Linked DNA regions of Sus scrofa: all the other regions are linked to region 1. A link is a contact called in public Hi-C and HiChIP or PLAC-seq data. All regions are on one chromosome and are shown on one strand. The core of a region is the stretch at or near the end of the contact, and the rest is flanking DNA. Distances in the headings are between cores, read along the strand shown.

Evidence for each region. Hi-C and Micro-C count contacts between places; a contact is called where the count stands out from the background. HiChIP or PLAC-seq counts read pairs in DNA pulled down with a chosen protein or histone mark.
Region 2: a contact with region 1 is called in a Hi-C map of liver, with 7 times the contacts expected there. The contact joins the promoter of CCDC167 here to the promoter of CMTR1 in region 1. A contact is called at or near these places in 3 of 47 Hi-C or Micro-C datasets (heart right ventricle, liver and skeletal muscle) and 1 of 2 datasets of contacts at active chromatin or transcription factors (alveolar macrophages).
Region 3: a contact with region 1 is called in an H3K27ac HiChIP or PLAC-seq map of alveolar macrophages. The contact joins the promoter of RNF8 here to the promoter of CMTR1 in region 1. A contact is called at or near these places in 5 of 47 Hi-C or Micro-C datasets (epiblast stem cells, heart right ventricle, liver and 1 more) and 2 of 2 datasets of contacts at active chromatin or transcription factors (alveolar macrophages and skeletal muscle).

The regions. Positions count from the first base shown.
Region 1 is chr7:32,998,940-33,002,436 of Sscrofa11.1, reverse strand. CMTR1 (cap-specific mRNA (nucleoside-2'-O-)-methyltransferase 1) reads right to left here and starts at 1,938. Exons shown (of 25, transcript XM_001924210.5): 1 at 1,777-1,938.
Region 2 is chr7:33,084,207-33,087,703 of Sscrofa11.1, reverse strand. CCDC167 (coiled-coil domain containing 167) reads left to right here and starts at 1,974. Exons shown (of 4, transcript NM_001243364.1): 1 at 1,974-2,031. The coding sequence starts at 1,990.
Region 3 is chr7:32,929,794-32,933,290 of Sscrofa11.1, reverse strand. It overlaps RNF8 (E3 ubiquitin-protein ligase RNF8), which reads right to left and starts at 1,505. Exons shown (of 8, transcript XM_005665930.3): 1 at 1,197-1,505. The coding sequence starts at 1,307.

The DNA.
Region 1 (3,497 bases), core at 689-3,188:
CCGTAGTGCTGTAGGTTAGGAATCCAACTTCAGCAACTCTGGGTGTTGTAGAAGCATGGGTTCAATCTCTGACCAGGTGCAGTGGGTTAAAGGACAGTATTGCCCTAGCTGTAGCTCAGGTTGAAGCTTTGGCGCAGATTCAGTCCCTAGCCTGGGAACTTCTATATGCTTACGAGTGTGGCCATAAAATGAAAATATATTTCCAGATTGAGAAGACCATCCTAGAATGACTGCTCTCATCACTATTATTATTGTACCAGGACAATTGAGAGATTACACAGTATGATACAAATACTGGGTTTTGATTTACTTCAGGATGTTTAAAACATGGAAGAATTGGGAAATTTTTTAAACAGAGTAAGGAATGGAAGCTGTGGTTGACTTAGGACCGAGAAAACAGAAGAATGGGAAAACTAGTGGGACCGGAGATAGCCTATCCTAGGACCTATGTACCGAAACAATAATTTTAAGGACAAGAACCCCACGTCCACAAAAAAGAATGGAAACAGCAAAGGCACCATGTCACCATCATCCATGCCCATGAGTAAGCATGAGAGGAGGGCATGAAGGGGGAAAAAAATGAGATGAAATAAAGTGATGATGAGATTCCTGAAAGCTTAATGAACGATCAAATTAAAGAAAAAGCAAAAGTAGAAGTGAATACAGTGTGGTTTACACTCTACTGTTTGCTGTAAGAGAACTCAGAAAAGAGAAAGTACTCAAAACAGGTGGGTGACCACCTGGGCTGCAATTCCTTGGTAGAGGAGAGGTGCATGGGTCACAGCAGCGAGAGAGTGATGAGATCCAAAGATACCACTGATCCCTTCATGATTCAAACATGAATCACCTTTCACTTCTCTCCAGCTCAAGGATGAGTCGGCTAACCCAACAAAAAAAAATCTCATCCTTCCTAAGGAGGCAGCCTCTTACTAGGGACAGGCAGGAGCTACCCTGGGCCAGTAGAAAGAACGGGAGACCGTTGAATAAACAGAAAGCAAAACCAGGCTGCGCCACATTTCACTTTAAAGGGCGGTCTTAAATTCCCCCCCACCCAAAAAAAAGGCCCCCCAAAAGGCCTATAACTTAAGCAAAAACTGGCCTTCTGATTCTTAGCGACTCTGCGGGAGACTGGAAGCACTCAGTAACTGGGTTTAGGTGGGTGAAAGGAAAGGAGAAGCAGTGTGCGAAAAGCAGGAGACTGATGCTCCTCCCAAACCACCATAGATTTGGGCCTTCCTAAATCACCTCACCCAACCTTCCCCTTTTCCACTACAAAAAAAAACTGAGGCCCGAGAGGGTAAGGCCACACAGCTAACCAGTGCCCAGCTCAAGTGACCTACACAGGGCAAAAGAATGTGTCCTGGCAGGGAACTTCTACGTGGAAGGCAGAAGGCCTGGTTCTACCTGCTGCTCCCCAAGGTTAAGGGTTCAAATTCCCTCTCCAGTCTTCCCTCCCCGGGCCTCGGTTTTGCACTGCCATCCCTATTCATACGGGTAAGAGAAGAGCTCCCATAAACCCCGGGCCAGTCTTCATTTGTAGATAACGTGAGTGTGTGAATGTGTGCGCAAGACGTTTGTCAGCAGCAGCTCGGGCTGCGCGGAGCTGGAGAATTGGGGAGAGGGCGCGGGGGGAAAGGGTATAAGGGAGGAGAGGAGAGAGAGGGGGCGGTGAGGGTCACGACCGCCGGTGGGGGGGCCGAGGCAGCGGCAGAGGAGTGGATGCTGAGCCCGCGCGCCCGCCCGCTCGCTCCCCCCGGGCCGCGCGTCGGCACTCACGCTGAGGGAAGAGGGCGAGCTGCCAAGGAGCGGAGAGGGGGGAATCAGGCCGCCGATGCCGCCGCCACCAGGCCTGGCCCTGCCGCTGCCAGAGCCGCCTCCTCCCTCAGTTTCGCTTCCCCACAAGCCCGCCCGGATCTGCCGGCCGCGCTGTCGCGCTCTGGGTCCCGCCCTGCGGGCCGCGCAGCTTGATGACGTCAGGGCAGCCCACTCCCTCCACCCTCCCGGGCCCAGGCCCCGGGGCAGAGCTCTCGGTTCAGGCCCGCCCCACCCCCTGCCCCCAGGGCAGTCCAGGGCGCCTGCGCAAAAGACCCAGCCCGAACAGGTTATAAAAGCTAAAGTATGCAAGTATCTTTTTCTGCTCTGGGAACGAGAACGGAATTCAACTCAGCTCTCTCTCTCTTTCTTTTTTTTTTCTTTTTTCTTTTTTTGCATTTTAGGGCCGCACCTGCGGTATATGGAAGTTCCCTGGGCCTACACCACAGCCACAGCATCGCAGGATCCAAGCCGTGTCTGCGACCTACACCACAGCTCAAGCAACGCAGGATCGGAAATACACTGAGTGAGGCCAGGGATGGATGGAATCCGCGTCCTCATGGATCCTCCTGGATACTAGTCGGACGTCTTGCTGCTGAGCCACAACAGGAACTTCCAACTCATCTCTCTTAATATCACTATTATTTTGATTTTATAGATCATTTTAATTTTATAGATTAAGACACTTGAGAGCAGAAATTCAGTCTTTTTTTTTTTTTTTAGGCCGCTGGTGGAGGTTCCCAGGCTAGGGGTCGAATTGGAGCTGTTTCGCCAGTCTACACCACAGCCACAGCAACACCAGATCTAAGCTGTGTCTGCGACCTACACCACAGCTCACGGGCAACACCGGATCCTTAACCCACTTAGCAAGGCCAGGGATCAAACCCAAAACCTCATGGTTCCTAGTCGGATTCCTTTCTGCTGCACCATGACAGGAACTCCAGAAACCCAGTCTTCTTGTTCACCGTTGTATCCCCAACGTGCAGCATATGGTACATCCACTGCAGATACGGAACAAAGATCCTGAGGAAAAAAGGAGTGCCACCTATGCCATCTTACCATATGGACACAGATGGCTTCCAATGCCAAACCTCTCTTCCAATCTTCAGACCAACGTAGCCAAAAGTCTTCCGAACATCCCCACTCGGTCACCTCACACCCATAAATTCAGGTCAGACCTTCTGTTCACCCATAAGCCTGCTCTTTTTCCTGTCAGAGTCACCACCATTGGTCCAAACATAAATATGAGGGGGGCCCAACCTTCCTCATTCCCTGTAGGCACCAATATGCACTTACCTACTAATTAATTTACCTACTAATTCTCAAATCTGTCCACTCTTCTCCATTCCCATTGCCACCAATGGTGCAGTCACCCTTTCTCATCAGAATTTCTCCAGTAATCTCCAAATCATTGTGCCTGTCTCCAGCTGGGATCCCTGTAGTGCATTCTCCCCAAAACCAAAGTGATTTAAACAAACAAGCAACTGGAGTTCCTGATGTAGCACAGCAGGTTAAGGACCCGGCATTGTCTCTGCAGCAGCCAGAGTATCTGCTAAGGCTGTCAGTTTGATTCCCAACCCAGAACAGTGGCTTAAAGAGCCAGCATTGCTGCAGCTGCATAGTAGGTCACAGTTGCAGCTAGGATTCCATCCCTGGCTTGTGAACTTCAATCAGCTGCAGGTGAA
Region 2 (3,497 bases), core at 725-3,224, 85 kb before region 1:
AGGCTGGCCTCGCCACAAGTCCCTCTTTCGCTAAAACCCATGTAGGCTTGCATTCCAGCCCCATGTCAAGTATTTTGTCCCATTGTCAGAACCTTGTAGGAAAAGGTTTGGTCTGGAAAATCTGAGGCTCTTTGAGGAGAAGGATGCCAGCTCTGCCCATCATTTCCTGGGGAATAGGGAAGAGTGACAAGGGACTGACATGAAGTATACCCAGATCTCTGTGGCTTTTTCCTGGTGCCAAACAAACGCAGAAGGAGCCACTTTTAAAAGAACACAGTGTTTTTCCTTCTCTTCTCACCTCCCCTGGGCCTGTGCCTGTGATAATTGGGAAGCACAGAGTCTGGTTTTTCTGGGATTGGAACCAATGCTGTGAGGAGTGTTCTGACAATAAATGCTGTTGATTGACACTTGATGGACAATGTTCTTGAGTAAGTTTTTCCTGGGCTGGGTTTTTAGCTGAGAACTGCACTAAACAACTGCTCAGCAGCGTGCTTCCTGGTCAAACAGAATTTACTGCACTTTCCCTCTGTGGGCCTCAGTCAGGCAGCCAGGCAAGATTGTATCTCAGGTCCCCTCCAGCTCCATCATTCAATGACTCTATCAAGAAGAGAACACAGATCCAAAAACACTTTTTTTCCCCAAACACAGAGTTGGGGTTATTATTCACACACAGAAACACAGACTCCAACAGAGAGATAACCCGTCAGAAAATAAGCAGCTTCAATTCCAGTCTTATAGTCTTTGACCCAATAATTCCACTTGTGCGAATTTATCTTAAATAATTCAGCCAGGGCTATGTACACAAAAAATATCTGCTTTAGCATTATTTGGAGGTAATGTCTGATAAAATAATATCCAATGTAAGAATGGGATATATTCATGTGGTGGCATATGCAGCCATCACAAATGATGATTTCAAGGTGTGGGGAAATGTCTGTTTCAAATTGCAGTTCAGTATCCATTAATTATGAGATAAGCTTAATAAGTATCCTGTCACCAACCTATTTTTTAATTAAATAGACTAGATTAGAAAATATTTGAGAGTATTGCAGGTGGTAAAGTTGCTTATCAGGAAATTTTGGTGTAGCGTATATGAGTAACTGGGACATCACACAAATTTTTTTTTTTTAAATCGTCAGATCACAAAGCATTTCAAAGAGTCTACATCATTAGGATTACAACGGTATAAAATACTGTGACTGAGACCAAGCCTGGAAGGAAATACTCAGAAACAAAGCTAGACCTGTGTTAGGAGTGGCAGGATTTTTTTTTTTTTTTTTTTTTTTTGGACGCCCCTGTGGCAAGTGGAAGTTCCTGGGCCAGGATCGAACCAGCACAAAGTGACCTGGGCCGCTGCAGTGATCCTTAACCCCTGAGCCACAAGAGAACTCCAAGGATGCTGCTTTTCACTTAAAAGTTTTCTATGATGTTTGTAGACTGTTCTTCCGACACAACAAGAAAAATGAGTACAAACAAGACACAACGGAGAAACAACAACAGAAAGTCATTAACATCCTCAAAGGCGAAGGGGCTCATGGAGGCACAGCGCTTCAGGATGGGCCTTGAAGGTTGAGAAGAACTTGACAGAATTAAAGGGTGGGAGTTGGCCTCGCACTGAGCGGGGTGGTTACAAAAAGGATGAAGGACACGAAGGAGATGGGGTGAAAGAAAATGACCCTTTCTGTGCGGTAAAGTGGCTTTCTTTTAGTAAGGAAAGGGGCAGCTCCACCCCTGGGCGGGCCATTGTTCCTCCCGCGCCAATGGGCTCATTCTCTTCCCGCCGCCCCCTAGCTTGAAGCCTCAAATAGTGGTTCCCCTCACAAACATGGCCGGGCCCAACCGGCTACGCCCCTCAATAAGATGGCGACCGCCAGTAGTCCCGCGGCCAGCCATCTCGGTGACCAATGAGAGAGAAGCACGAGGGTTTGCGCATGCGTAGTGCTACTGGTGGGCGCGTCCAATAATGACTCGGAGATCCCAGCAAGTAACATGACCAAAAAGAAGCGGGAGAATCTGGGCGTAGCTCTAGAGGTGAGGGGAGAAATGGGGGGTGGGCCACACGGTTAACTGCCTTCTCTCCATGCAGGGGTAGTGGGTCCACCCGGTTGCAGGTTGGAGGAGTGGGTGAGGGGAGGAAGTGAGGGCGACGTGAATTTGCGAGAGGGCCGCGAGGGTGGTGAGAGGGCCAGATGGAGTGCCCGGAGGTGAGGAATACGAGGATCCGAAGGTTGGAGAGCCTGAGGGGCCACAGGGGTTGAGAACAGAAGGTGAGAGTACGAGACGCGGAGATCCGTGTCTCTTTCCCTCTGGAGGAAGGGGAGCCCCAAGGAGAGCGAGACGGAAATCAGGGGGCCCTGATGGGCGACTTTTAAATGAGGGGAACCCTAAAGGGGCTTGTACTTCGTGGTGAGGGTTTCCCAGAGGGGTAGAGACCTGTAAATGAGGGGACCCGGAAAGGTGGGGATGCCCATACTGTTTAATCTGTTACCGATGGCTTAACTGCCCCCTGAGATGGGAAGTTTTTCCTCTGGGGTACTGAAGCGTGTCGCTTAAAAATTATACTATGGGAACCTGTGGGAATTTGTAGAGAATTCTGGAATGGTGATGTTCCCAAAGAGCTTACAAATAATTGACTGCACATGGAAGGGGAAGAAAATTGATGTCTATTGAGCAACTGGCCTTTGTTACTCTATTTGCATTCTTGGTTAATCCTCACTACAAGCCTGTGAAATTTTTATAGATGGGGAAACTGAGGTTCCAAGTAGAGTCCAGGTTGAAGGGGTTGAAGCATGGAGAATCAAGCCCAGGTGATTTGCCTCCTGGTGCATCTTGTTTCTCTTGTGTTACAGTTCCTTTAAATCACCCTCCCAGGAGTTGCAAGAAAGATACTGGATAATTATCTTGAACTTATTACTAGTTCATCAGTTCTCAGTCTTAAAAATGCATGAAGAAACGTCTTGTTAAAAATGGACAGTTGAATTCTCCTCTATCTTGAGTAATTTAGTAGGACTTGGGTGTGTGTTTTTAACAAAGAATCTACATTTTTTTCTTTCCTTTTTTTTAAGAATCTACATTTTTAACAAGCTACACACATGCTTATGCAGGTTTTAGTACCACCCCTTGAGAAATACTGGCATACTTGGTGGGAAAAAAGCTTGATGGAAAAGTGAATCACCTTGTAAAAGAAAATTCAGATGCAAAAAAGAGATGACACTCTTAGCGGAAAGGGCATAGGCTTTATAGCCTGTATTAGGACACGATAAGCTGCTCTAACAGAGAAACCCCAAAATTCAGTCAGTGGCTTCAAGAACAAGAAAATTGTTTGTTTTCCTAACAGGCTAGAGCAGGGATTGGTAGGTGTTGTCTGTAAAGGATCAGAGAGTGACTGTCTTAGGCCTTGTCGGCCATATGGGCTCTGTTGCAACTACAGTTGATCCTCATTATTAGCAGATTCTGTATTTGTGAATTTGCTTGTTAAAATGGGTTTGTAACCTCTA
Region 3 (3,497 bases), core at 256-2,755, 69 kb after region 1:
CTGATCTAGCCCTACTTCCCAAGCTGACTGCACTCTCTCTACTCCCCTTCTCTCTAACATCACCTTCTCCAGAACCATTACCCTAGTCTAGCAGCCCTGAACTGAAACCATGCCAAATCTACCCTCTTTAAAATTTTTGTTTTGGCAAGTTCCTGTTGGGGCAGAGCAGAAACGAATCTCATTAGTATCCATGAGGACAAGAGCTCAATACCTGGCGTTGCTCAGTGGGGCGGAGATCTGGTGTTGCCCTGAGCTGTGGTGTAGGTCCCAGCGCTGCTAGGATCCTGGGTTGCTGTGGCTGTGGCTAGGCCGGCAGCTGTAGCTCCAATTTGATCCCTAGCCTGGGAACTTCCATATGCTGTGGGTTTGGCCCTAAAAAACAAAAAAGAAGGAAAATTTTGCATTTATGATTCCATTAGAGAACATTATAAGCAGCCTTTTAGAGAGAATTATTATATTTCTGAAGCCCTACCTACCCCAACCCATCTCAGAGAATGCCAATGGGCAGTACCCAGACTCAGGGTAATTGTGGCCCACACCAAAGCGCCAATTTTCCCCAGAGTTGGAAAGACAGAAGCCATTTTAACGTTATAGTCTGAGTATTTTAAGGGACCCGACCCAAACTTGAAATCTTTTTTAAAAGAAACTTGAAAAAGTTCACTCTCTCAGCAGCTGTTTCCCCCCTCCCCCGACCGTGGGCCATTCTGACTCCGAAGTTGGGGCAGCTCCGCCTCCCTGGCAGGGGGCTGCAGAGCTTCGTGCGACCCCAACAGGTCCTAGACCCCTAACCCATCAACCTAGTCGCCTCCTTCCCCCACAAAACCCCAGCAGTCCTCAGGTTCTGGGCCACCCCTACGGCCACCTCTCCTTCGGCCCCTCTTCCAGGCTTCTTTTCGCAACCCGGACATCGGTCCCAGCTCTTCCCTCCGGCTTAGGCCGCTCCGGAAGTGGCCATCTTTTCTCCCAGGCTGTCCTACTTCCCCTGACACCCCCCACCTCAGACACCCCAACAGCTCGCACCAGACTCCTTTCTACTTTCCCTCCTCCAGGACCCAGCCTTCACCTCTCTCTCCTCTTCCTCCCCCACCTCCTCTTTACCATTCATCCCTACCTCACCCTGTCGGGACGCCTGGCCTCCCTCCTGCCCCACCTCCTCCAACCCCCTTCCTCGCATCAGTAGGACCCCTCCCCCTCACCTCTTTTCCGTCCTCCAGCAGCAGCCACTCGGCGTTCATCCCCACCCGCCGCAAGCACCAGCTCCGGTCACCGGCGCGGCCTCCCGTGACCAGGGAGCCGGGCTCCCCCATAGCCCACTCGGCCCTGGGTTGCTGTCAGTACAGAGCGAGGTTGCTGTCAGCACAGAGCGAGACCCGACCCGAGTTCCCGCCGCCTCTCCGCTTTCTCGCGGACGCCATACTAACAGTACAGACAGAAGCAATCGCTAGGAGCTCGCGATCGATGCAAACGCTCGTTCGGGCTCCGCCCCCAGCCCGCTCCCCGCAGGCAAGCCGGAGTCACTGCGCCTGCGCGAGACCAGGGCTGGGGCGGGTTGGCTCAGGTGAGGGTGGTGTAGCCTCAGGTCCGGTACTGGTGTGCGCTACACTCTGAAGCTCCCATGTGACACCTTACTCTCCCTTTGTAGCGCCCCAACTTCAGTTCTAGCTGCCTCAAACTGGAGCCTCTTCTAACCTTTCTTCTCGCTTTTAAAAATTTTGCTTTATGATGCTTTCTATGTTATTTGAAATTATAAACAACTTTTAACTTGTGATCATTTTTAAATCCGTGAACCCTGTTTCTAAATAGCATCTCGTTTGCACGATCTTTTATTGCCGAATTTTTTTAACTTACACTGTACTAGACAAGTCTTGCCAAGCAGAGAGCAGTGTTAACCTGGGGCCAGGTGTGGAAGAGGGAGTGGGGGGTGTCGAATGCAAATAGAGTTGAGGGAATTTTCAGAGGTGATAAAAATGTTCTAAAACTGCTTTCTGATGTACACTGGAACATAATATTGTATGTCAATTGCATTTCAATTAAAAAAGTGAAAATGAAATTAGATTATGGTAATGATTGCACAGCTGTATATATTTACTAAAAAGTCCTTTGAAGCATACACTTCCAATGAATTTTATGGTGTGTAAGTTATCCTCAATAAAGCTGTTAATTAAAAAAATGAAAAAACAGCAAACTCAGATTCTTTCCTTTGATTCTCCAGAATAGTCTGGTAGCTGCTCCCTGTAGTAACTACCTCTGTAATCACTCAATGCCCCCTTTGGTCGTTTTGATTTTCCAACACCTGGTTCACAGTTTTCTTAAACTCTGTCAAGAGGAAAAAAATGTATTATAAATGAATCATACAAAGTGCAATAGTAAGTGGCTGATGTTTATTGAGAACTAAGGACTTGACCAAGCACCCTGCATAATTTATTTTACTTGCTTCTCACAAAAGATGTGACGATGGTGGTTACAATTATAATTCCTACTTTAGAGATGATGAGAAAAGAGGGACAGTAGTTCCCCTGTGGCACAACCAGTTAAGGATCTGGCATTGTCACTGCGGTGGCCTGGGTCACTGCTGTAGCGTGGGTTTGATGATCCCTAGCCAGGGAACTTCCGCATGCTACAGGCAGGCCAAAAAAAAGAAAAGAAATTTCAGCCTTTGATGTCACAGAGGGTCAGGAAAATTGGTGGAGACTTACCTGCATTCACGGAGATGCTTCCCTAACCTTTGGAAGGGTGACTGCTATGCTTTCATCCCACCTTAGTGTTTTGTCCCAGGATCAGCAAGTGCACGTAAGGCCATCCTGACATTTAGTTGGCATGTCTCCCTAAGCTCTTGTGGGCTGTGACAGTTTCTTGGACTTCCCTTGTTTTTGATGACCTTGACAATTTTAAGGAATACGAGCAGGTATTTTGTAGAATATTCCTTAACTGGGATCTAGCTGATATTTTTCTCATGATTAGACGGGCTTGTAGGTGTTGGGAAGACCACAGAGGTCGAGTGCTATTCTAGTGCCACATTAAGGTTACAAGCTATCAATGTGAATTATCACTACTGACATTAATCTTGATAACCCTGCTGAGGTGGTGTTTGTCAGGTTTCTCTACTATAAAGTTACTCTTTCCCCCTTTTCTGTACTGTGCCTTTTGGAAGGAAGGCACTGCCCAACCCACACATAAGGAGTTCCTTAAAAGTATGGTTTCTATATACATGACTTGGAATTCTTCTGCACGAGAAATTTGTCTCTTCTCCCCATTGATTTATGGAGTCATTTATTATATCACTATGAACTCATAAATAACTTCTGTATACTTTGTGCTATAACCCAATACCACTTTATTTTGATGCTCAAAATGTTCCTTCTTTGCCTGTTGAGAGCTCTTTCAGGTATGTCCCTTTGACATACACTCCCATCGTTATGTTTTAGTGAGCACTTCCTAACTTTCTAGCATGAGATGCTCTAGACCTAGCATGAGCCATTTCTCTAAGGAGCCTAGTT